5 separate regions of the Mus musculus genome follow, and regions 2, 3, 4 and 5 are each linked to region 1. The links are chromatin contacts, called in public ChIA-PET, HiChIP or PLAC-seq and promoter capture Hi-C maps. All regions are on one chromosome and are shown on one strand. Each heading gives the region's core, a stretch centred on a gene start, on an enhancer-like site or on the middle of the called end of the contact. The rest is flanking DNA. Distances are from core to core; before and after follow the strand shown. Region 1 holds the start of Odaph (odontogenesis associated phosphoprotein). Region 2 holds the start of Cox18 (cytochrome c oxidase assembly protein 18). Region 3 holds the start of Ankrd17 (ankyrin repeat domain 17). Region 4 holds the start of Ppbp (pro-platelet basic protein). Region 5 holds the start of Mthfd2l (methylenetetrahydrofolate dehydrogenase (NADP+ dependent) 2-like).

Region 1 (4,398 bases), core at 569-3,068:
GAGCGCTGTGATGACAAAACCATAGCGCCTGTCTCTGAGGATTGGAAAGAGATTAGATACAGACAGATCTGCCAGTCAGGCATGGAACATACACTGCAGGTGAGGCACAGACTGCTTTGACAATCCAAAGATGTCAGAGAAAAACAACCTATTTTACAATAAAGTGCCTCCAGAAAGACTTGTAAGTGTGATATTACAGTAGCATTTAATTGCTGTTACTCGAAGCAGAACTGCAGAGAGCAGATGTGAGGCAGGAAAGGAGCAGGTGCTCTTGGACGGCGAAGGGCACAGGGACACATGTGAGCCTTCCTGCTGGGCAGTCAGTCCCAGAGGACAAGCAGAAATGAGTGATGACCTAGAACCTGTGCTGCCAAGCTCAGAGACCAAATCTCACCTTTCAGACGAAATTTTTATTTGTTTGTCTGGGGACATTGTCTCACTATGTAACCCTGGCTTTCCATTCTGAAACTTGCTACATAGACTAGGCTGGCCTTGAACTCGCAGATATCTTTCCGGCTTCTGCCTCTGAGTGTCAGGATCAGAGGCACACACCACTGTGTTCAGCCCTCAAAGGATAGTTTTAGATATAAATAATTGAAATCTCGAATCTCGTTATAACCTATTTAGCTATTTTCAAAGCCTCAAGAGAACAAAACAAGAGATGTCAACAAATTTGCTCTGTGACTACATGTGCCCCATAAGCTGGAAAGAAGGTGGCCTCTTTTTCAGCAGATGTCCATAACCTCATCTTGGGAATTGAGGAACTGCTGCCCTGTGATAGCTGTAGTCTGTGCAGAGGCTGGGTTAGGGGATCTCTGGGTATCTAGCAACAAGTTCTGATGCCTCTCCCTGTCTCCAGTCTGTCTCAGACATTGTGTGACAACTGCAGAGAAAATGTTGGAAGATGAATGGAGTCTCACTGAACCCCTTGAAAAGCTTCCCTAGGTCAGGGAATGTAAGTGGGCGAGAGGCTCTGTCCAACACTGGATCCCTCCTCACTGAACAGCACCTACGTCTGCATTTAAAGTCAATTACGAAAACAAATGCTAGATGCAGGGCCCCCAGGTTCTCCTTCCTATTCCTTTCTCCTATCTTCCATATCTTCCCTTGGGCAGGGACTTGAAATCCAATGTCCATGCTCAGAGCATCTGCAGGTTCAGTGGAGAGCAAGGGGGAGGAGTGCAGGGTTGGGGGGGGGGTGCTGGGGGAGGGGAGAATGGGAGCAAGGGAGAAATTAGTCAGCCTCAGGAAATCTGCTCACCTTGGTAGAGCCAAGACACAGCTCATCAGGTATGATTCATTAAAGCAATAAACAAAGACTCAGCCTGAAGAGCTGGCTGCTGGAAATGGAAGGAAGCAGACAGTGCTATAATTCCACATAAACACTGTTAGCTCCATAACCGATAACCGTAGTAACAACAGTAGCCTTGATGCAGTGCTTTTAATGTGCAGAGGCTTTTGCTTATAGCTCAGTTGTCCTCTCCAGCCCCACAACAATGCATAATCATATATAATGTTCAAGTATACCCTAAAATCACAGAGGTAACGCTAAGACTGGGATCCAGGTCTTCAGGTGAGCCACCCCAGCCTTTCATTTCATTCACACAGGCTGATGGTAGCAAAGAAACATTTCCAACATATGGAAATATGTAACCATGGAAGCCACCTTTGTTTTCCTGTATGGTATTATTTATCTAACCCACACACAGTAGGTAAAAACTCAGACTCTTACCTTCTGCTGTAGTTACCACCAACCAGCTGACCAGTAACCAGGAGACATGGAAAGCTGGAGCCATGGCTTCTGCCCTGAGCACTCACTGCTCTGGGCCCCAGGCTGCTTTAAAGGAGAGTGAGTGAGTTGGCAGCAGCCTGAGTCAGGCAATTTGCATTTGCATAGTGGACCACAACCACCCGGACCTGTGGTGGGAGAGTAAGAAACTCTCAAGGAAATACCAGACAGTCTTCGTCAACCTGAAGCTTCTGGTAATGCCAGGCAAGCGTCACGCACCTCTCCTTCACTCTGGACTGAAGGAAGCCACCTTACCTTCACTACCCTGTCAGTTCCAAACACTCCCCACCTCAGTGCCTTCTCTTCACTTGTAACCATGGCTCTCCAGCTGCAAGGGAAGGTATTTTGGTTTCTTTTCTATTGCTATGACAAAAACACTATGACCTGACCAAGGCAGCTTATAGAACCTTCTAATGCTGCGACCCTTTAATACAGCTCCTCATGTTGTGGTAACTCCCCCTTTCCCCAACCATAACATTATTGCATTGCTACTTCATAACTAATTTTGCCACTATTGTGAATCCTAATGGAAATATCTGATATGCAGGATATCTGATATTCGACCCCCATGAAAGGGTCTTTTATCCCCTAAAGGGGTCATAACCCACGGGGTCGAGAGCCACTTTTATAAAAGAAAGAATTTATTTGGGCTGACAGTTTCAGATGGTGAGCCCATGGCCACCAAGGTGGGGAATCATGGCAGCAGACAGGCAGGCATGGTGCTGGAGCAGTATCTGAGAACTTATATCTTATCCACAGGCCTGAGACAGAGAGAGATCTAATGTGAAGTGGTATGGGTTTTTGAAACGTCAAAGTCTACCCCTATGCCTCCCAATTCTTCCCAAATAGTTCCACCAACTTCAGATCAAGCATTCAAATGCATGAGCCTATTAGAGCCATTTTCATTCAAACTCCCCACAGAAAAGAACTACCTTAGCTCCTCACCACATAGCTTGACTTCCTGGAGCAAATCATGAGGGAAGAGGAGATTTCCTGATCCAGGTGTTTGAAGAAGCTGCTGTTAGATTCTGACCCAAGTGTATGGTTCTTCTCTGCCCTATGTCTGCCCATGAGGGAAGGGCCATGGGTAGAAAAGTGTCTTTCCTTGTGGCCACTATGGTCATTGTTTAAACAAAAATGAAGAAACCTGGAGCATAACTTAATAAGCCTACTTTCTAGACTTTCTTCTAAGTCACCAACTTGCTTGTAAGATGAACATGTGTCTTGGTCACTGTTATAGTGCTGTAAAGAGACACCAAGACTAAGGCAACTCTTACAGAGAAAGCATTAGATGGGGGCTGGCTTACAGTATTAGAGGGTTATTCCATCATCATCATCATGACAGGAAGCCTGTCATAGTGCAGGTAGACACTGGGGCAGTACCTGAGAACCACATACTGATCTGTAAGCAGAGATGTCTGGGCTCCACATGGGATTCTGAAACCTCAAAGCCCACCCCCAGTGACACACTTCCTCCAACAAGGCCACACCTCCTAATCCCTTTAATCCTTTTAAATAGCGCTACTCCCTGGTGACTAACTAGTCACATTCATGAGCATATGGAGGCCATTCTTATTCAAACCACCACAGCCAGACACACCAGTGCTTGGCTGGCCTCCCGAGAGGATTCTTTCAGTTGTGAGAGTAACAGGAAGTGGTCACAAGAATTAAGAGGCTGGTTCTTGTTAGAAAAAAGAAATACCCAAAACTTTCTAATATCATTTTCTTTTCTCACTTGCCATTTGATTATCTGTTCAAGCCAGCATGGTGACACTAGTCAATTATTGCAGGTATTTCAGAGGCTGATGTGGAAGGAAGGCTTGACCTATGAGTTCTAAACTAGCCTAGGCAACATAGTGAGTCAGATGCTGTCTCAAAAAAAATGTATTTTTTATCAGTTTAGAGACATGATCTTTGATGTGGCATTTGTATTAGTTGGCGTTCTGTCACCATGATGAGATACTTGAAAATCAATTTATAAGGTAGAAAGATTTATTTTGGCTCATAGTTTAGAAGTGTCCTTGGTCAGCTATTTCTGCTGCTTTTGGACTGTGGTGAAAACATTATTGTAGGGGCACAGGCTGCTCATCTCACGGTGACCAGGAAGCTGAGGGGGGGGGGGCTAAGGGTCCCAGTAGTCCCTTTAAGGGTGCCATCCCCAATGACCTAACTTCCATTCACTAGTCTTAATCTGGTAGAGCTTCTACCACCTGCCAGTGGTGCTCCAGGCTGGAGACCAAGGCTTTTTAACACATGGGCACTTAGGGACTGTACTGGCTAGTTTTGTGTCAACTTGACACAAGCTGGAGTTATCACAGAGAAAGGAGCTTCAGTTGAGGAAATGCCTCCATGAGATCCAGCTGTAAGGCATTTTCTCAACTTAGTGATCAAGGGGGAAGGGCCCCATTGTGGGTGGGACCATCCCTGGGCTGGTAGTTTTGGGTTCTATAAGAGAGCAGGCTGATCAAGCCAGGGGAAGCAAGCCAGTAAAGAACATCCCTCCATGGCCTCTGCATCAGCTCCTGCTTTCTAACCTGCTTGAGTTCCAGTCCTGACTTCCTTTGGTGATGTACAGCAGTATGGAAGTGTAAGCTGAATAAACCCTTTCC
Region 2 (4,398 bases), core at 1,065-3,564, 1.8 Mb after region 1:
CACTGACCTCAGCTTGTGGCAATCCTCCAACCCTTGCTTTTTGAGTGTGGATACAGATCTGTGCCACTGTACTCCTCTCCCTCCACCCACCCACCCACACACACACACACATACCCCCTTGGATTAGACTGGAACTCAGCAGGTAACCCAGGATGGCCTCAAGCATACCTTGCTGCCTCTTAAAAACTGTGTGTGTGTGTGTGATTGATAGATTTACTGTGCAGGTGTCTGAGACCAGAAGAGAGAAGAGGGTGTTGCTGGGGTGGCAGATAGTTGTTTGTGAATGGCTTGAGGTCAGAGCTAGAAGGTGAACTTGAGTTCTCTGAAGGAGTAACAGGCCATCTCTCCAGCCCCCTTAGATGGTTCTCTTCAAAGAAGTCAAAAGTTAAGAAGAAAAATGAGTTGTATGACACAAGTAAAATTGAAAAAATTGATGGCAAGTACTGAGAAGTGTGTGTGTATTTATACACATTTATATACAGAAACATTTATATATTTTATATATATTTCAGGGAGCTATTGCAAGCGGTGGCCCCTTAATTTTTAGGTGTTCAGAGAAGGATCTTGGGAGAGACCCAGACTTGAATTCTTAACCTCCCTTTGCCTCCCTCAGGCACTAGTGCATGAGGTTTTCTCAAAAGTACACTTCAGCCTGAATTACAGTGAGTCCTTGAATAGCCTGTGCTACAGAGAGAACATATTGTATATCTCAAGGGCCTATGGGGGAGGCATAAAGCTATGCCTGATAACCTCAATCCAATCCTTAGAATTCTCAAGTGGTCTCTGATACCACATGAGTTTCCTCCTCAGGGTTAGTGTTAGATTTACAGACACGTCATATGCACATTATTAAGAAGACAAAAAGTTAAATATGCTCATATATGCAACATCACAAAATAAGTATTAAGAAGTTTAGTTCACATAACAATATATGGGTTTAGTTTTTAAATTTATTTCCATTACTTTGACATGAATGCAGGTGTGCAGTTTTATCAGAAGAGGTTGTCAGTTACCTGTAGCTGTAGAAAAAAATTGTTAAAGATTTTAATAACTGCTTGAAATTTTTGGTTTAGGGTTTGTGAACAATAGATCTACAAATAACAGGCTTATTTATTACACATAATAAATTTACCTACTTTCCCAGTGTTGAGAATTAATTCTAGGTTCTCATGTATGGTAAGTTGGGACTTGGGGGAGTTGTTTTTAAGTAACTTCTCTGGCTTAAGGCCATCTTGGAAGGGCCTACTGGATATTAACAGTTTTATGGAAATACGGTGGTTTCTTAAACTAGCAAGAGATAAGTGAGCTGTTTTTAAAAGGGATTATGCTATGGGAACTAAAGGCAGGTTACCCAAGTTTCAGAAAATACGCTATCTGACAGCTTTGGTAGGTGTTCAATAAAGTAGAGGACAGTGTCCACAGTTTGGCTTTACCAAACATGGGAGAGGTTTCTAAAAACTCAATTCACTTTGGCCTACCCTAGGAGTGGGCACTTCGTTGTTCCATTTATTTTCTGTTGACAGGAACACGAATGTGAAAAACACACAGTTGTTAAAAGCCCTGTGCATTCCATTTAACCGTTGAAGCAAAATTGTGCTGTTGATGGAATTCATTTTGTAAAATGAAAAATAGTATTTTTCCCTGCTCCTTATTATGATGGTGATTCTTCTTCTTATTTATTTATTTCGTTTTTTTCTTTTCTTTTTTTTTTTTTGGTTTTTCGAGACAGGGTTTCTCTTTATAGCCCTGGCTGTCCTGGAACTCACTCAGTAGACCAGGCTGGCCTCGAACTCAGAAATTCGCCTGCCTCTGCCTCCCAAGTGCTGGGATTAAAGGCGTGCGCCACCACTCGGCATTTCTGCATTCTGTTTATAAAGGAATACAGAATGCTAACCGGAACAGATAAAGACATTTAGGTCTTATTATAAAGTAGAGCTGCCTAGGGGGATAAAGGACGCAGACTTAACACTGACCGAGCCAGAAACACTATTCCCAAAGTAGGTGTTTCAGCAGTGCGTAGAGAAAACGGAGATAGATGCTGCGCGCCTTGGGCGGAAACAGCCGAGTCACAAAAAGTACTCAAGCCACAATTTCCTTGAGTGGAAACTGAAACTCAACAGCAAGGCAGTTTGCTCGCCCCGCCTACCCCTGCAGTTCCGGTTCCCGCTCTGAACTCCACCCCAGCAAGGAAAGGAGTTAAGAGAGCCTCAAGCGGCTCATTGCCGCGTGGGAAAGGCGGAGTCTTACGTCATCTCTAGCGCGACACTGGACAGGGCTTTCGGCTGGGAAGGTCAGGCGTGGCCTCGGGTTCGCGCATGCGCGCAACCTCCTGGTGCTAGTGCTCTAGTTGGCCGCCCGCTCCGTGTAACCATGCTGTGCCGGTCGTGTGCCGGGTGGCTCAGGTCGCTGCCCACCCTGCGGCTCCCGGCACCGGGATCACCGCCCGCCTGGAGCAGCGCGCGGCTCCCAGCCCTTCCGGTATGGGCAGCCGCTTCGGTGTCTGCGGCCTCTCCAGGTGGCTGGTATGAGGCCCTGGCAGCGTCGGCGCCGGTGCGCACCGCGGAGGAAGTGCTGCTGGGCGCGCAGGAGGCTACCGGCCTCCCCTGGTGGAGCAACATCATACTCAGCACCGTTGCCCTGCGCGGTGCTGTCACTCTGCCCCTGGCCGCCTATCAGCACTACATCCTGGCTAAGGTGAGGGGCGTCGGTCCCCGTGCTGCCTGCCTGCTAGTGTTAACATGGAGGCTAAAATAATTTAGTTAGCATTGCATGTTAAATGATGGTTGGTGACTCGAGTACCTTCCAGTTCACCCGACCTACCAAGTATTTATTCGAAATACAAGTGCCTCCCAAATGTTCGGTTGAGACCAATATTCAGAAGAAATGGCACGGAGGAACCTGAAACATTAGGGTCATAAACATTTTAAGAGTCTGCAGCATCATTTGTCACTATTGATACTGCTCTTTATTACTAGAAAGGTATCACTAAGTTAGCAGTTTCCAGACATGAATTCTTCCTCTGGGCCTACCACCTACTACCCTGTATCTGATGGATTGAAACTTCGAGTTGGCTTTTTAGGAACTCTGTTCAGTGGAATTGGTATAACGTTACCTCCCCCATGGCTGTGCCTGGGGGTGGGGGTGGGGTAAGTCAAGATTTTAATTTGAGTCACAGAGGATTGCCAGGAAGGGAGCAGCAGCATTGAGCCAGGAAGCATTCACAGTGAGGTGTTAACACTGGAATGCTGTTTTCTCTCTCCTGGGAAATGTAGGGATGGAACAGTAAGAACCAGGATGCAGTTTTCATTTACTCGAAATCCTATGGAGGAGGTGCTGTTAGATATGCTACATACTGGGAATCAGGATTTCAGGTTATGCACAGCCAGAAACAGAAAACATCAGGTACCCATAACCAAGAAGTTGCAGTTGGTTTAACTCAGTATGGTTGCCAAGATCACGCAGATAGATGTACAGGCAAGGAATTTAAATCTGGGGTCAAAGATACTTTAAGCAAACTAATATCTAATAGAGTTTTCTTAAATGTTTTCGATTACAAGTGTGATCAGTAAACAACATTTGTATATGGTCTAGGGAACAGAGACTAGAACTGTGAGTTTGGTTGTCCTGACCAAATGCTGAGTGGGGGAGGAAAGGGATTATGTGGTTTGTAGGTTATATAGTCTATTGTGGAGGCATTACAGAGCAGGGACAGCAGCAGAGTCCTTGGAGGAACACTGCTTACTGGCTTTTTATACAGCTCACGTTCACATGCCTGGGGCTGGTGGCACACAGTGTCCTGTGTTCTTCCATGTCAATTAGTGATTAAAAAATGCCCCATAGGCTAATCTGATGGGTGAAATGTCTTAGTTGAAGGCCCTTTCTTCTGGATGTGCCAAGTTGACAGCTGAAGCTAACCATGCAGTAGTTATCAGTAAAGATCCTTTATGAACTCATCAAACAACTTTTTTCTTTAGTTAGGTGGAAAACTTGCAACCAGAAATAAAAGACATCGCCAAGCGCCTTAACCAAGAAGTTGCAGTCTGTGCCCGTCAGTTTGGATGGTCCAAGAGAGTGGCTAGGTATGCAGCTTTGGGTCTGCGGTCACGAAAATGTGTGTGTGGTGTGTGCGTGTATACACGGTTAGGTATTCTTTTGATTGGCGTATTCATATTAATCACTATGCTGCATGGTGGTTTTATGTATTGGAATGGAATCAAAGAAAGGAAGAAACAGGCGTTATTCCAACTCCTGTGAAGCTGAATCGTCCTCCTATCTCAGCCTCTCTCTCAGCTCTGAGATTACAGGTGCAGACCATTGTATCTGGCTCTGTATGTCAGAATATGACAGGGTTTCATGTGCACCAGGGATGCCCAGTGGGTAACTGTACCCAGGAATGAC
Region 3 (4,398 bases), core at 1,090-3,589, 1.6 Mb after region 1:
ATTTCCTAGAATTCAATCACCTGGACACAATCACATGAAAACACATGAGGTTTAGTTTATTGGTGTGCCTAATACATGGCCAGCCAGTTTTGGCTACAAGGCTGACAAAGGGAGAAAATATGTAAAAATTTACTAAGTAAAATATATTCAAAAATAGATACAAATCATTCCAGGGGACTTGACTATCCTAATAGTTTGGATTTACCTGACAAACCCCCAAAGATTATCTTTCATTTCTATACAGCAAAGCAAGAACTTTTTCCAAATAACGAAGTTGCATTTCATACATAATGTACAACTATGAAGGAATGAACCTGAGTAAGTTACAAAAGGGAGCCAAACTTTGTGAAGGACTGAAATCAGAAAAACAAAAAACAGGCCAAAGAGAGACACTGAAACCAGAATATAGTTGGAGAGTTGACTGACCTTGCATGAGGGCAAGGAGTTCTGTCATTCTCTCCATACTGAGAAAAGATCAGCCCATCTCTAGCATTTGGAAAATTGAAGGAATTTGCAGTCAATGGCCTCAGTCTTCTTGTGAAACTGTTAGTCAGTCGTATAATAAAACGGGGCTGGCACTCAAAGATTGCAAAAGGTATGGAGGTGGAAAGTGAGACAAAGGTGCTGAAGAATACAGAAAATGGACAAGATCCCGCTGAAACCATACAGTCCAAATCCATGGCTATCAGATACACAATAGTGTTCTGTATTATGTTGTATACTGGAACTCAGCTTTAGGCAGATGTTTAGCATTTTGTATATTTACTATTACACACAGAGAAGCCCCTGGAAACACAGACTCTGATTTCAGAGATAACACACACAGTAGACACATGAAGTTTTGCCTCAATGAATTGATTTAGTCATCACCAATTCGTCTGTGGTACTCCGTAGTGTACTGGCAACTGCCCACATTTCATATGGTATGCCAGTACTAAAAAGAAAATGCAAAAAAAAAAAAAAATTAAAAAATAAATAAAATAAATCAGGCACTCAGCTAAACTTAGAAGTCTTAAAATGGTAACTTTGTCAGTTGAGGGACTTTTTTATCTTGTGCCAGTACATCTGTCTTTGATGTTTGCTTTATTTTCCTTATGTCACTACTCGTACTAGCCCAGAAATGGCTAATTCTGAGTTCAATAAGCTACATAAACATGACACGGTGGTGTACAGACCCATATAATCTCAGGAAGATCGCCAGTTCAAGGCTAGCCTGGGCTACACTGGAGACGTCTGTTTGAAGAAGAAAGCTACATTTCAATCGGTCTGCAAGTTTTCTAAGTACTCAAAATGATCTCAGAATCCAGACCGAGAAATGCATACGATGATGGCCCAGCTCCCACACCCACCTCTTCGGAAGTGTATAGTCTTAAAAATCACTAGATTCCGTTCCTGCACATTACAAAGGTGTACAAAATAGTCAGATTTAGGAAGCCTAGGACCCGAGACTCAAACTCGGACAAGAGTTTTCTAAGTGAGGACGTGATCGCTCCAAGGGATGGTGGAGGGGAAACAGTTTTCTTTTGGACCTGACTTCAGTCTCTCTCCTCTCACGAAGTTCTCTCGGAAGATCCAATGCTCTCTGGCTTAGGCGGTGGAGAAAATGGCCAGGCAGGAAAAGTCCATCCAGGAGGTCCGGGGCGAGGCCCCACCTCCCGGATCTGAGGGGCCAGGCCTCGCGCTCGCCCAGCTTCCCCCGCGCTTCTGCGCTCGCCCCCGACTTAGCCCGGGCCCCACTGCTCGCCATCCCACTGCCTCTGCTTCCCTGCGCCCACGCACGCACGCTCGATCGCTCGCTCGCTCGCGGGGGAGCCCACTCCCCGGCCCTGGAGTCTGCACTTGGGAGAGGCAGGCAGGGCTCCGCGCTCGCGCGGCCGCCGCGGCGCCGGCTGATGGCGTCACCCGCGCTTCCGCCTGCGGCTGCGTTCTAATACGAAGCCAGGAAGGAAGGAGGGAGGGCTGCAGGGCTGTGTGTGTGGGGGAAGTAGCGCGGAGAAGACAAGCCACCCAGGCGCTCGTTCGCCCGCCCGCTTGCTCGCTCGCTCGTTCATTCGCTCGCCCGCCCGCCCGCCCGCGGTCCCTGCTTGCGGTCCCCGCTCAGACTCGGTCTCCCCAGAGGAAGCCACTCCAGGCGCACTCCCCCGGCGGCTCCTTCCGGACGCCTGCTCGGCTTTCCCGGGCACGGCGTTCGCGCTCCGCCTCGCCCCCCCTCAGCCCTCCCGCTCTCTCTCCCTCCCTCCCTTCCCTCCCTCCCTCTCTCCCTCCCTCCGCCAAGCTCCCCGCCCTTAGTATCGCGAGACGAGGTGAGAGCTGGCGGAGCGGCGGCGGCGGCGGCGGCAGTAGAGGTGACCGAGGCGGTGGCGGCGGCGGCGGCCCGGAGCGCTGTGTCGGCCCCGGCGCGACCGAAGTCGCGGTAGAGCGGAGCCCCCCCACGCCCCTCCCCCGTCCGCGTCCCCCACCCCCTCTTCCCGCGGGGATGGAGAAGGCGACGGTTCCGGCGGCGGCTGAGGGAGAAGGGAGTCCCCCGGCGGCGGCGGCAGTGGCGGCCCCCCCCGCGGCGGCGGCGGCGGAGGTCGGCGGCGGGGCTCGCCCGGCCTCTTCTCCTCGTGGGATGGTGCGAGTCTGCGACCTGCTCCTGAAGAAGAAGCCACCGCAGCAACAGCAGCAGCAGCAGCCGCCGCACCACAAGGCCAAGCGGAACCGGACTTGCCGACCCCCGAGCAGCAGCGAAAGCAGCAGCGACAGCGACAACAGCGGCGGCGGTGGCGGTGGAGGAGGAGGAGGAGGCGGCGGCACCAGCAGCAACAACAGCGAGGAAGAGGAGGACGACGACGACGAGGAAGAGGAGGTTTCTGAGGCAAGGGCCTGGTTTCACCTCGAGGAGGGCGGAAGGGACCGTGGAGGGCCTAAGGTGGGAGGGGACTCGCGGTGGGACCGAGCCCTCGGGGCTTACGATCTGCCCTGAGGGACCGGGCTTTCGGCTGCCCCCTTTCTTTGCTCGGCCTGAGTCGTGAGGTGTGGGGACGTGGGGGAGGGTAGCTGACACGTGGGGGTGGGAGGACCGGAGAGTGCACGGAGTTGCCGAGAAGCTGGCTAGCCGAGGATGCTGCTTCGCAGGGTGAAGGGTGGAGGGATTGATTGGTCGGATTCCCGGGTGGCACTTTGGGGCCGAAGGGTGGTCTCTCTGGGGCCAGTAAGGCCACCTCATTCCCGGGGCGGGGGCGGAGCTAAAGCGGGAGGGGTAAGATAATAGGTAGGAGAGTCTCCGGGGGACCGACTGCGAGCTTGGTAGTTTTCTGTCAGTGGAAGGTGGCCGGGAGCAGTTGTGGAGGGGCGGTAAGATTGTAATGGACTCGGAGCTAAGTATTTGTATCTGGGAGAGACACGTGAGAGGCTGTACTTTTCCATACTGTTTTGCTGCAGGGCTTTTTCTTTTCTCTTTCTCTCTCTCTCTCTCTCTCTCTCTCTCTAAACTCGTGGCTGCTGAAGTACTCTTCGCTTCCTCGATTTGTGAAAGATTTATGGATGAGCCGATCTTCTATCCCTCCATATGCGTTTACAAGTGACTTAGTACGTAAAAATTGTTAGGTGCTCTGCGTGTATGTGTAATAATCCATCGGGTTCTCCCTTAATAAGAAATAATCAAACCATACCCCGCTTTTATTTAATTAACTTTATTTATTTATCTATTGTAAAGTAAGCAGGGATGAAGTGTCTGTTTTGCACCCGGGCATGGTTGTGATTGGGATAGGGAGGCCTTATGTTCTAGTGATCTGGTTTCATAACTCCTTATAGTTTTTCCTGGGTCTACAGACAGGCGGCGTTGTAGGACCTTATTCCTTTTAACCCAAAAGCTTAATGAACCATACTGATAGCAAACTATGACCTACCAGTTGTTAGTTCTTTTAGAACAAACCCTTTTGTCAATATTAGGAAATGGAAGCTTTAAACACCCAAATATGGAGGAAATAGTAACTCGAGGCAGCAGAGGGAAAGAAGCTGTAAAAGTTGATTCTAAAGAGAAGACTAATTGAATTATCCAGAAATACTGCGTGCCACACTAGAGCCTGGTAAAAGGCTGCTTTTGAGTTAATTTGATTTCTTCTTTCCCATCCAGGTTCTGTTTATGTAGAGACCTTGGAAAGAGACTTGAGGCTCACCTGTTAGCAATAAGACAAACATTTTTTCCCTAACCTTAGATGAAGCTACATCGTAGAAAAAAGTTCTAAGAGTAGGAATATATATACCTCCAAACTTGTCCCTTCTGTTATTTCTATTGGGCCTATTGTGGTAAATGTGTATGGGTAGTTTGTACTTGCTTATTGATTGATTCTGGACAGCGTGTTGCTCAGGCTTCATTGTAAGCAATGTAGGCAAGGCTTAGTGTCTAGCAGGCCT
Region 4 (4,398 bases), core at 620-3,119, 1.2 Mb after region 1:
GCAATATTAAGAAAGAAAACAAAACAAAACAAAAATAGAGGTCTAGGAATGTGGCCCAGTGGCAGAAAACTTGCTTAGCATACATGATGCCCCAAAGTTCAGTGAGAGAGAGAGAGAGAGAGAGAGAGAGAGAGAGAGAGAGAGAGAGAGAGAATGGATATAGAAAACCTTTAATAGTACATCAGACCCATCATATTTCTTTGTTGCAGACAATAGTGGCGTTTTTAAAAACAGTTTGTGTTAAACCCTTTTTCACCTCACACTTTTGGTGCTACTGGTGTTAAACATATTCACTATAAAGTAAATGACCACTACTTGCAGAATTTACTTTCTATGATTTTATTGTGTTCAGTTTCAAGTAAACATATGTAAAATGTTGCAGAGGTTGCTTGGAAACAAGACATTCTAGGGATAAGACATTGGAAAAACATGGTCATGACCAGAGCGAAAACTGCTTGACTCCAGGCGATTTCCGTTGCAATTGACCACTACGAAATTTATCATTATATATGTATATAACAATGCTCAATGGGAAAAAAAAGCAGCCATGGATTTGAAGAGAGCAAGGATGGGTATATAGAAGGGTTCAGAGGGAGAAAAATGAAAGGGGAAGGGATGTAATTATAATCTCAAAACTAAAAGAAATAATTATTAAAAACACAGAATGAAAACTTGACATAGTACATTTGAAAAGAAAAGCTCAAATAGAGAAATGCAGGACATGTCAGAATGCTTAGCCAAGAACTGCAGAAATAGACCATAAATTGCAGGTTGCAACTTGGCTTGCCCGTCTTCATCATTGTTTGTTTGTTTGTTGTGACATTCTTTATCATGCCTTCTCAGAATACAGTGTGATTTCTGAGACAGAACGAGAGAACATCCCAATTTCAAAGTGGAAAAATAATTCTACCAAGTCCAGATTTCAAACCCTCAACCCTTCCTGAGCAGGAAAATGGTTTGGCACAGATGAAGCAGCTGGTCAGTAACCTTCCAAGATTTTCATGACGATTCTCTTGACGCCAGGGGCATTTGGGTCCAGGCACGTTTTTTGTCCATTCTTCAGTGTGGCTCTGCCAAAGAGAAAATGATGGTCTGTGTACAACAGCCTCTCTGTCAGAACAGATCCATGAGGAGGGAGGAAAGAGGAAAAGAGTGGAGAGGGTTTCTATAATGACAATAGCAGAACAAAGAATCAGGGACTTACATCACTTCCACATCAGCACAGTGAACTCCTGGCCTGTACACATTCACAAGGGAGATAGAATTGAATGGGATTCCAGAGATGGTATTCGTACATCTGCAGCGCAGTTCGATATATGGGTCCATGCCATCAGCTACAATGGAGCACAAGTCTTAATTGGTGACTATGCATTATTCTCCTCCCTTTCCTAACTTGTAAATTGAAGGCAATTGCCCCTCTTTCCCACAAACATGGTGAATAGGATCTGTAAACTTTGAATGGCAAAGCTAGCAGATTGTCTTCCATGTAACGAAGTCCTCATAAGTATGTCTTAGAATTCTTAGTCACTACATCCTCCAAACCCAGAAGCACTGATACAATCCATGCACATACCCCAAGCCCCACCATGAGCACCACAAGCCGCTTAGACACATGATGAAGGGAAGCAGCCTTCATACTCATCTTTCCCTGAATTTCTCTTACATTTTCCAGCTGTAAGGGGAGCCAGCGCAACAAGGATCAGGCCCAGCAGCAGCAAGATCTGGAGGTTATGAAGTGGGCAGGCCCTGGTGCAGGACGATGTAGGTCTGAGTCTGAAGCCCATAATGAAGAGCAGTGAGCTAGAACTGTCCCCAGAGCCAGGAGGGAACAACGTGAGGCTGAGCTGCCCAGAACACTGCTGCTATGTTGCTTTATATGCCTCCAGACCTCTTTTTATACTGCCGAAGAGGTGGGGAAGGGGAAGTGAGTGTATGTGGCTCTGTAACCATAAAAGGATGGTCAAGCTGTGTCCAACCCATATCAACCAGACAGGTTAAAAATCCTGCAGAGTTAGCTACCAGTTCTGCATCAGTTCATCCACATTCCTGCTGTTTCTCTCTGGCTCTGATTCATACAGATGCATAGCCCCCGACTTAGAGGTCAGACCTAGGTCAGATCACTGCATTCTCTGTGTGAGCAGGTAGTCACAGGCCACACCTTTTCTACAAAGTAGTTTTGGGGCTTAGTGGACTCTTGAGCATACTTTCAGTCACAAGCCTGTGGTCTTTGAGGAGGAGCTTCTCTACTCCCACCAAATGACAGAGAGAGTTCCTGTGCTGGTTCCTGCTGGGTATCAGAATTTGTAAGGTGTGTGGGGTGAAAAATATTGAGTCACTTAATATGAAGGATTCACTTTGGGTGTGAGTTTATGGGCTTCTCTCTGTCTTCTGAGTAAATTACCTTCTTTTGATTTTATCCAAATATGTAAATAAAAATTTCTTTATGTAAGAAATTACTTGTTTCTACTGTATGAGTGTACAAAAATATCAAGATCAACTTATTTGTTGTCTCTTTTATTTTTAATGAAATATTCATACACTCTAGGCATATGAAAATTAAATATGCCCCTTTCCCTTCACAGTTACTCCACACTACTGCTTTTCAATGGTAGCCATCTGTAGCTACCATTGCCAAGTAAAAGTTTGGCATTTCTATTGTAGATGCATTTATATGTATATATTTATGGAGACACACATTAACCACAGATGCACAGGAAGATCGCGCTGTACAGAAGCACGAGTCTATAGGAGTCGCTGGTTTACACATCTTCTAAAACTCAGAGGGAAATGGAAAGAATTTTTAACATTATTCACAAGCTTCCCATTTCTGGCCACCACAAACAACTCTCCCCATTCTTGACAGTATTTATGGGCTTCACTGTACATTTTTCTCCATGTTTAACGCCACTTAAACTTTTTTTCCGTGTTCAATTGTTAAGGTTACTCTAGTTCTTTGAGAGGAACTGTATAAAGTATCTTAGGTGCAAGGAACACTCAGTGTACAACAAGCTGGCTTCAAACTCACAGTGTTTCTCAACCTGTGGGTTTTGACCTTTTGAGGGTCAAACAACCCATTCACAGAGTCACATATCAGATATCCTGCATAATAATATATAATTACATTGTAATCATAAAAGTGGCAAAATTGCAGTTATGAAGTTGCAATGAAAATAATTTTATGATTAGGGGTCACCACTACACGAGGAACTGAGTTAAAGGGTCACAGCATTAGAAAGGCTGAGAACCACTGCTCTATAGCCTAGGATAGCTTTGAATATAGGCTCCTCCTCTCCCCCCCCTCCAGTTTCCCAAGTGCTAAGACTGCAGGCATGCCCCATGATGACCTGCTTTAAGTCAATCAATAAATGCATCTTGTCACAAAGAAGACATTGTCAGCAAGGTTCAGAAGGAGGTATCAACAAATTAATTGTCATGTAAAATTTACAGGCTTTATTAGTCAGCCTTTAGATAAAACAACTATTTGGTAGTTTCTGTTTACTCAAAAAATATTAAATAACAAATATGCTCCAGACTTTATAAAATTCTTATGTGACTTATTCATTTAACTTTTTCTTTCTCAAGAAATAACTAAATATTTGCCCAAGGCATTGGAATTTAATAATACTCTATATTCACTAGTGGTACTACTACTACTGTTCATTACTATGACTACCATTTGTATAAACTCCTTCTGTTTCTATGGTATATAAAATATAAAGAGCAATGTTGATTCATTGTAAAAATGTGTAAAAAGTATTTTATAACAGCTAATCAATTAAAAGTATCTGGTTTGCATAAAATTATAATTTTTGCATAACAGAAAATGGATAGCAAAGTCTCTTAGCTTTAAAATAACTTTATAGCCCTTTTAAAAATTAATCTTTCATTGCCACCCCCATTTTTTAAAAATGTGTGGTAAGTTATTTTATCTGTTTTCCCCTTAAGCCACCTTATAAATAGCAATCACTCCGGAAACAAACAAGTTTCTATGACTCAAAATAAAGCCTATCTGTTGGCTGGTTTTTTTTTTTCCTTATGGCTACTGGAAGATTATTTATTCCTTAAAATAAAAACACATTAGCTCTGCTCAACACAGTGTTCTGGACTCTGTGCTCTTTCAGGTAGCTCATGTAAGTACTGAGGAAATGAGCAAATCACCTGAAAATCAGGTATGAGAGCAACTGGCACAGCAGATGGTCAGATCAGCAAAGTTTTCGTTTGTTAAAGTTCTCTAGTGCACTGAGAAAGGAGGCGGCAAATGATTTTCTGTGGCAGCTGGAAGCAGATGTTTTCTGTCTACTGCTGAGCTGACAGAAGCTGTGCAGATCTCAACAGCATTGACACTCACATTGCCTGAGCTCTCCTCTTTCTGCCCAGAGGGAAGTGCAGAGGAGGAGC
Region 5 (4,398 bases), core at 1,079-3,578, 1.1 Mb after region 1:
TTTAAGCTCCAAGATGATTTTTTTAAACATTTTTGACCATGTAAGTAGTTCTTTTCACAACAAAAGAAGCTCCAAAAAAAATAGAAAGACATCTATGTATTTACATTAATTTCCCTCATTTATTAAGCTGTAATTTTCATGCATAAATAGGATAGCTAACAAAGAATTTTGAAGGGAAAAGTTATTGCAAAATGAATAGTAAATAATGTTATGAGATCTTATAGCTTCCAAATTGAATCAAATATTATTTCTTGAAATTCAACATACTAAATTAACCTTCCATGTAAAGAATACTTAGTGTGTTCCATTTTTATAGGTGTCTACTGAGACAAGAAATAAAAAAACGTCAACAATCTTTTTCCACTTAAGGGCTCTAAAATGTGACAAATTGGTTAATTTAAAATAGTTAATGTCACTGAGGAAAGAGTTTATGTAATCAAGGATAATTTCCAATAAAAAAATATACTATGATTCAAATGTCATGCCAACAGGAATGATGTTAAGTGTGACAATGAGGGACCAGACAAATGAGGTGTCACTTAAAAAGATGACTGAATGGGGAGGCAGACAGTGGCAACCTCTGGAAGATGGAGTCTCTTCTCTCTGCTGGCCCTAGAAGAGAAAAGAGACACCAATAAACATCAACACACTGTCCAAATTCCTCCCCACCCGAGATACACCAGTCTGCTGGTGTTTCTCATCTTCACAGCCAGCCTTGCCTTCAGGTAAAGCGGTCAGGGCCAAAAGAAAGGTCAAAAAAGTACCACCATATCCGAACTTGGTTAGTGCCGTCTTAAAAAGCAAAAACGCTACAAAATGGCATTTCTTTTCTTACATAATTGTAATCTGCATCAAACAGAATGGGAAGCAGGCAGGCACAAAGTAATGTCTTTTATCATCACAGTTTGAAAGAAATAGTCTTCCAAAACAGACTGCACCTTTAATTCTAAGGTATCAGAGTTCAAACCCAAGGCCTGCCACCAGACCAAACTACAAATTGCAAGATGGGAAGTTTCTATGAATGGATGGATATCTATGTGTTTGTGGGTGTGGAGCATGTGGCTACAACCAAATACTGAGGTTGTAACTGTTGTTTCAGTAGGAATTAGGCAAGGAGCAAATGGGGAGATGGAGACATCGAACTGATGAAGGGACATTAATCAACTTATACACTAACAAAAAAATTACCATTATTCTAGAGGGAAGCACTAAAAACTTGAAATTCCAAGGATAATGATTTAAATAGGATACTCTTGGTAGACAACCCCTTCAAGTCTGGATTGCAAACAGAACCCTTACAAATCTGTTCTTCCAAGGGAGGAGAGCACTCTGGCTAAACAGCAAATCCCAACGCTGCTACTACAGGCCAACAGTGTACAGCAATAGAATTCCGAAGCTGTATCATTTACCACACATCCTCTTCTATAGACCTAGTCACTACAAACCATCTCCGAAGTTAAGACTACAGAAAGAACTTTAAATTTCAGTGACTCAAAACTAAGATCCAAATACGTATGATGGGGAGTTAATTTAAATCACACAGCACCTATGGGCACAGCCTCACTGTACTTTTCCTTGAGGACACAAAGTGACTATAAACCGTCAAGCGAGAGTCTCCAGCCACCTAAGAAGCACTGGAAGTTTACAAATGAGTTTTTCTGAACTCGAAGGCCCTGGGCAAGACACTATGCATTGCTGTTGTTCCATAGGTTGGATTCCCCAGCAGACAAGGGACGCTGCGGCAGCGTGGCCTGTTCCTGGGCACCACGGTGTCTTTTCATTGTCCCGGGCAGCAACCAAATCCGAAGGCTGCCAAGCGCCCTACAAGCGGAGAGGCCAGCCTGGACTGCATGCAGTTTAAGGAAACTGTAAGACATTCCGAGGTGGGAAAGATTACAGCAAGCCGGTGACAAAGGACTAAAGAAACAGAAACGCTGGACTACAGGTCTGCACAGCGCCTACTCCTCCTCGCACAAGAACAGTCTGAACAAAGCCGCGGCCCATTGCCTGAGCGCCTCGCACCGCGGCCACCCCGGGCCTCCGCAGGCCCCGCCGCCGCCCAGCGCGCGGCCCCTGCCCGCAGCTCCTACCTCCGGCCGCTGCTCCCGAAGCCGCGCCACGCGCGCTCGGCGACGCCCGGGGCTCGCACAGGCCCTCGGCCCAGACGGCCCCGGAGCAGCGAGAAGCCGCGGGCCCGCGTCGCCATGCCTCGCCGTCCGCCTCCGGGGGTCCCGCGGTCAGCTCAGCGACACGCCCGGGGCCCTCAGCAGGGTTCCGGGGCGCGGGGCGGGGCCGAGCCCCGAGAAGGCAGAGGCGGCACCGCTGGTGGCCGCGGGGTGGCGGGCGACTTGGCTCCAACCCGTGCACGCTGTCGCCACGGGAGCACAGGGAAGTCCTCGGCCGTTCTTGCAGGCAGCAAGGCCCCCTTGTGCCCCAGGCCCAGCTCTAGTCCCTGGTCTCGTTTCCATGGTTACAGGGAGGGCAGCTTGGAGCAGTAAAGTTGTTGCAGGTCTTTGCTTTTCACTCCCTGTGCGACCTTAAGATGCATTGAAAAAGAAACTCAAGGAGAGGAAGAAACAAAGATGTCCTTGGGATTTCTATCAGTCTTCAGCATCCTTGACACTTCCAGAAGATCCTAGAGTTTGTGGAACCTTAAAGCAGAGGGAGTTTGCAATGAGAAAGCAAAAATCATCTGCAAAGCTAACAGGAAATATTCCTCCCAAGGTCAAGCTGTGGCAGTGATGCGAGGGGCAAGAGCTGTTTAGACTACTGTCTGACTGAGGAAACTAGTTATGGAAAGTCCCAGATGTTAGAGAGCTTGTTCTGTGAAAAAACCATCAAGAACAGTGGTGCAATGTCTGTCTGGTAGAAGGCATTTAATCACAGAAAGAAAACATAGAAGAAAATCTTGGCATCGAGACTTTTTATGTAACACTTTATCATAGTGTATAAAAAAAATTTAAATTTCTGCTGTGGGGGAAAAATAAACCTGTTAAGAGAATGAAAAGGCAAGGAAAAAGTTTCGTTGAGGGGTGGGTGTTTGTAAAATACTTGTTGTGAACTTGTACCCCAAATATACAAGTGTAGTCTCCCCTCCCCCAGCCTGAAACCTGCTTGCTCAGGGGTGGAGCTTCCTGCTCATTCGTTCTGCCACGCCCACTGCTGGAACCTGAGGAGCCACACACGTGCACCTTTCTACTGGACCCGAGATTATTCGGCGGGAATCGGGTCCCCTCCCCCTTCCTTCATAACTAGTGTCGCAACAATAAAATTTGAGCCTTGATCAGAGTAACTGTCTTGGCTACATTCTTTTCTCTCGCCACCTAGCCCCTCTTCTCTTCCAGGTTTCCAAAATGCCTTTTCAGGCTAGAACCCAGGTTGTGGTCTGCTGGCCGGACACAACAATTGGTGAACCAACTCGGGACTGAGAAACGGCAAAGGATTTTTGGAAGAGACGCTGCTGGTTCGGAGCTCCATAAAATAAAGGATAAGGGAAATTCATACCGGAGAAGGTATGGGCTAAGCTGAGACAGCGTTAAACCCGAGCGCTGGTTCACTTAGGTTCAGCAGTGAGGAGCTGGGTAATAGGCGGTAGGCCGTAGCTCTCCGAAGCTACATGAGGTGTGAGAAAAGAAAGGGTTTATTAAAAGGAATAGGCAGATTGCCCCAGTTAATAAAAAATGCATCATAAGGGAGGAAAATGTCCCAAAAAGCAGAGAGAAATATCTCTCTGGGCCTTATAGCAGGAGTACTCTGTTCCCTTTTGTGTCTTGTCTAATGTCCGGTGCACCAATCTGTTCTCGTGTTCAATTCATGTATGTTCGTGTCCAGTCTGTATGAATGAATGTTCTATGTTTTATGTTGGATAATAAAGATGGTATAAAAAACTTTATCTGCAAAGCCGAGAGCTGCCACGTGTTTCAGCCAGGAATCAGACACATGGCGGGAGGGCCCCTGCTGGAAAAACTGTTCGTTTTAGGAAATAAGGGCGAGTGCACAGCCTCTAAGTTTCGGAGTAAAAAAGCTAATAAATGGTTTATGATTAATGTGTTTGACAATGGTAAAGTGTTTTTTATTCTATGATTGTAGCTACAAAAATTATTATTCTCTGATTGGTCTAAATGTAACTGCTTCATTTGGTTCTTTTTTATTGGTAATGTGCTCTGAGTGTTTTCACAATCAGCTCATAAGTTGTTGGTTAAGATTAATAATTGTTACATTGCTACAGATGGTTAGTGTTAAATTTGATAACTCAAGTTTAGAGTCCTTCCGACACATGGCATAAGGCAGCCCAAGAGGCTGGGTCTCTAAAGATATTTCTAGTTTAGGTAATAATTAATGTGGTTCGTATCCTAAATAGTAAAATTTAAGATAAGATTTAAAGCAACGTCTTTTTAT

The links. Promoter capture Hi-C pulls out the DNA fragments that hold promoters and counts their contacts. ChIA-PET counts read pairs in DNA pulled down with a chosen protein or histone mark. HiChIP or PLAC-seq counts read pairs in DNA pulled down with a chosen protein or histone mark.
Region 2: a contact with region 1 is called in a promoter capture Hi-C map of pre-B cells. The contact joins the promoter of Cox18 here to the promoter of Odaph in region 1. A contact is called at or near these places in 2 of 39 promoter capture datasets (hippocampal neurons and pre-B cells) and 1 of 115 datasets of contacts at active chromatin or transcription factors (large pre-B cells).
Region 3: an RNA polymerase II ChIA-PET map of memory CD8 T cells shows a contact between it and region 1, with 11 times the contacts expected there. The contact joins the promoter of Ankrd17 here to the promoter of Odaph in region 1. A contact is called at or near these places in 4 of 39 promoter capture datasets (hippocampal neurons, liver and pre-B cells), 2 of 115 datasets of contacts at active chromatin or transcription factors (memory CD8 T cells and pancreatic cancer cells) and 1 of 9 other capture datasets (macrophages).
Region 4: a contact with region 1 is called in a FOXA1 HiChIP or PLAC-seq map of pancreatic cancer cells. The contact joins the promoter of Ppbp here to the promoter of Odaph in region 1. A contact is called at or near these places in 2 of 39 promoter capture datasets (hippocampal neurons and pre-B cells) and 1 of 115 datasets of contacts at active chromatin or transcription factors (pancreatic cancer cells).
Region 5: an H3K27ac HiChIP or PLAC-seq map of embryonic stem cells shows a contact between it and region 1, with 8 times the contacts expected there. The contact joins the promoter of Mthfd2l here to the promoter of Odaph in region 1. A contact is called at or near these places in 13 of 39 promoter capture datasets (the 3T3-L1 cell line, 3T3-L1-derived adipocytes, cranial neural crest and 8 more), 1 of 15 datasets of contacts at CTCF or cohesin (the NIH/3T3 cell line), 1 of 484 Hi-C or Micro-C datasets (bone marrow-derived macrophages), 1 of 115 datasets of contacts at active chromatin or transcription factors (embryonic stem cells) and 1 of 9 other capture datasets (liver).

The regions. Positions count from the first base shown.
Region 1 is chr5:91,984,893-91,989,290 of GRCm38.p6, reverse strand. Odaph (odontogenesis associated phosphoprotein) reads right to left here and starts at 1,818. Exons shown (of 2, transcript NM_001177577.1): 1 at 1,733-1,818. The coding sequence starts at 1,796.
Region 2 is chr5:90,221,912-90,226,309 of GRCm38.p6, reverse strand. It overlaps Cox18 (cytochrome c oxidase assembly protein 18), which reads left to right and starts at 2,314. Exons shown (of 6, transcript NM_001033310.3): 1 at 2,314-2,694; 2 at 3,979-4,079. The coding sequence starts at 2,371.
Region 3 is chr5:90,364,126-90,368,523 of GRCm38.p6, reverse strand. Ankrd17 (ankyrin repeat domain 17) reads left to right here and starts at 2,339. Exons shown (of 34, transcript NM_030886.2): 1 at 2,339-2,857. The coding sequence starts at 2,477. It overlaps Gm9958 (predicted gene 9958), which reads right to left and starts at 1,527. Exons shown (of 1, transcript NR_045618.1): 1 at 36-1,527.
Region 4 is chr5:90,765,989-90,770,386 of GRCm38.p6, reverse strand. It overlaps Ppbp (pro-platelet basic protein), which reads right to left and starts at 1,869. Exons shown (of 3, transcript NM_023785.3): 1 at 1,664-1,869; 2 at 1,205-1,334; 3 at 324-1,070. The coding sequence starts at 1,784. The coding sequence ends at 980.
Region 5 is chr5:90,929,126-90,933,523 of GRCm38.p6, reverse strand. It overlaps Mthfd2l (methylenetetrahydrofolate dehydrogenase (NADP+ dependent) 2-like), which reads right to left and starts at 2,328. Exons shown (of 8, transcript NM_026788.1): 1 at 2,091-2,328. The coding sequence starts at 2,206.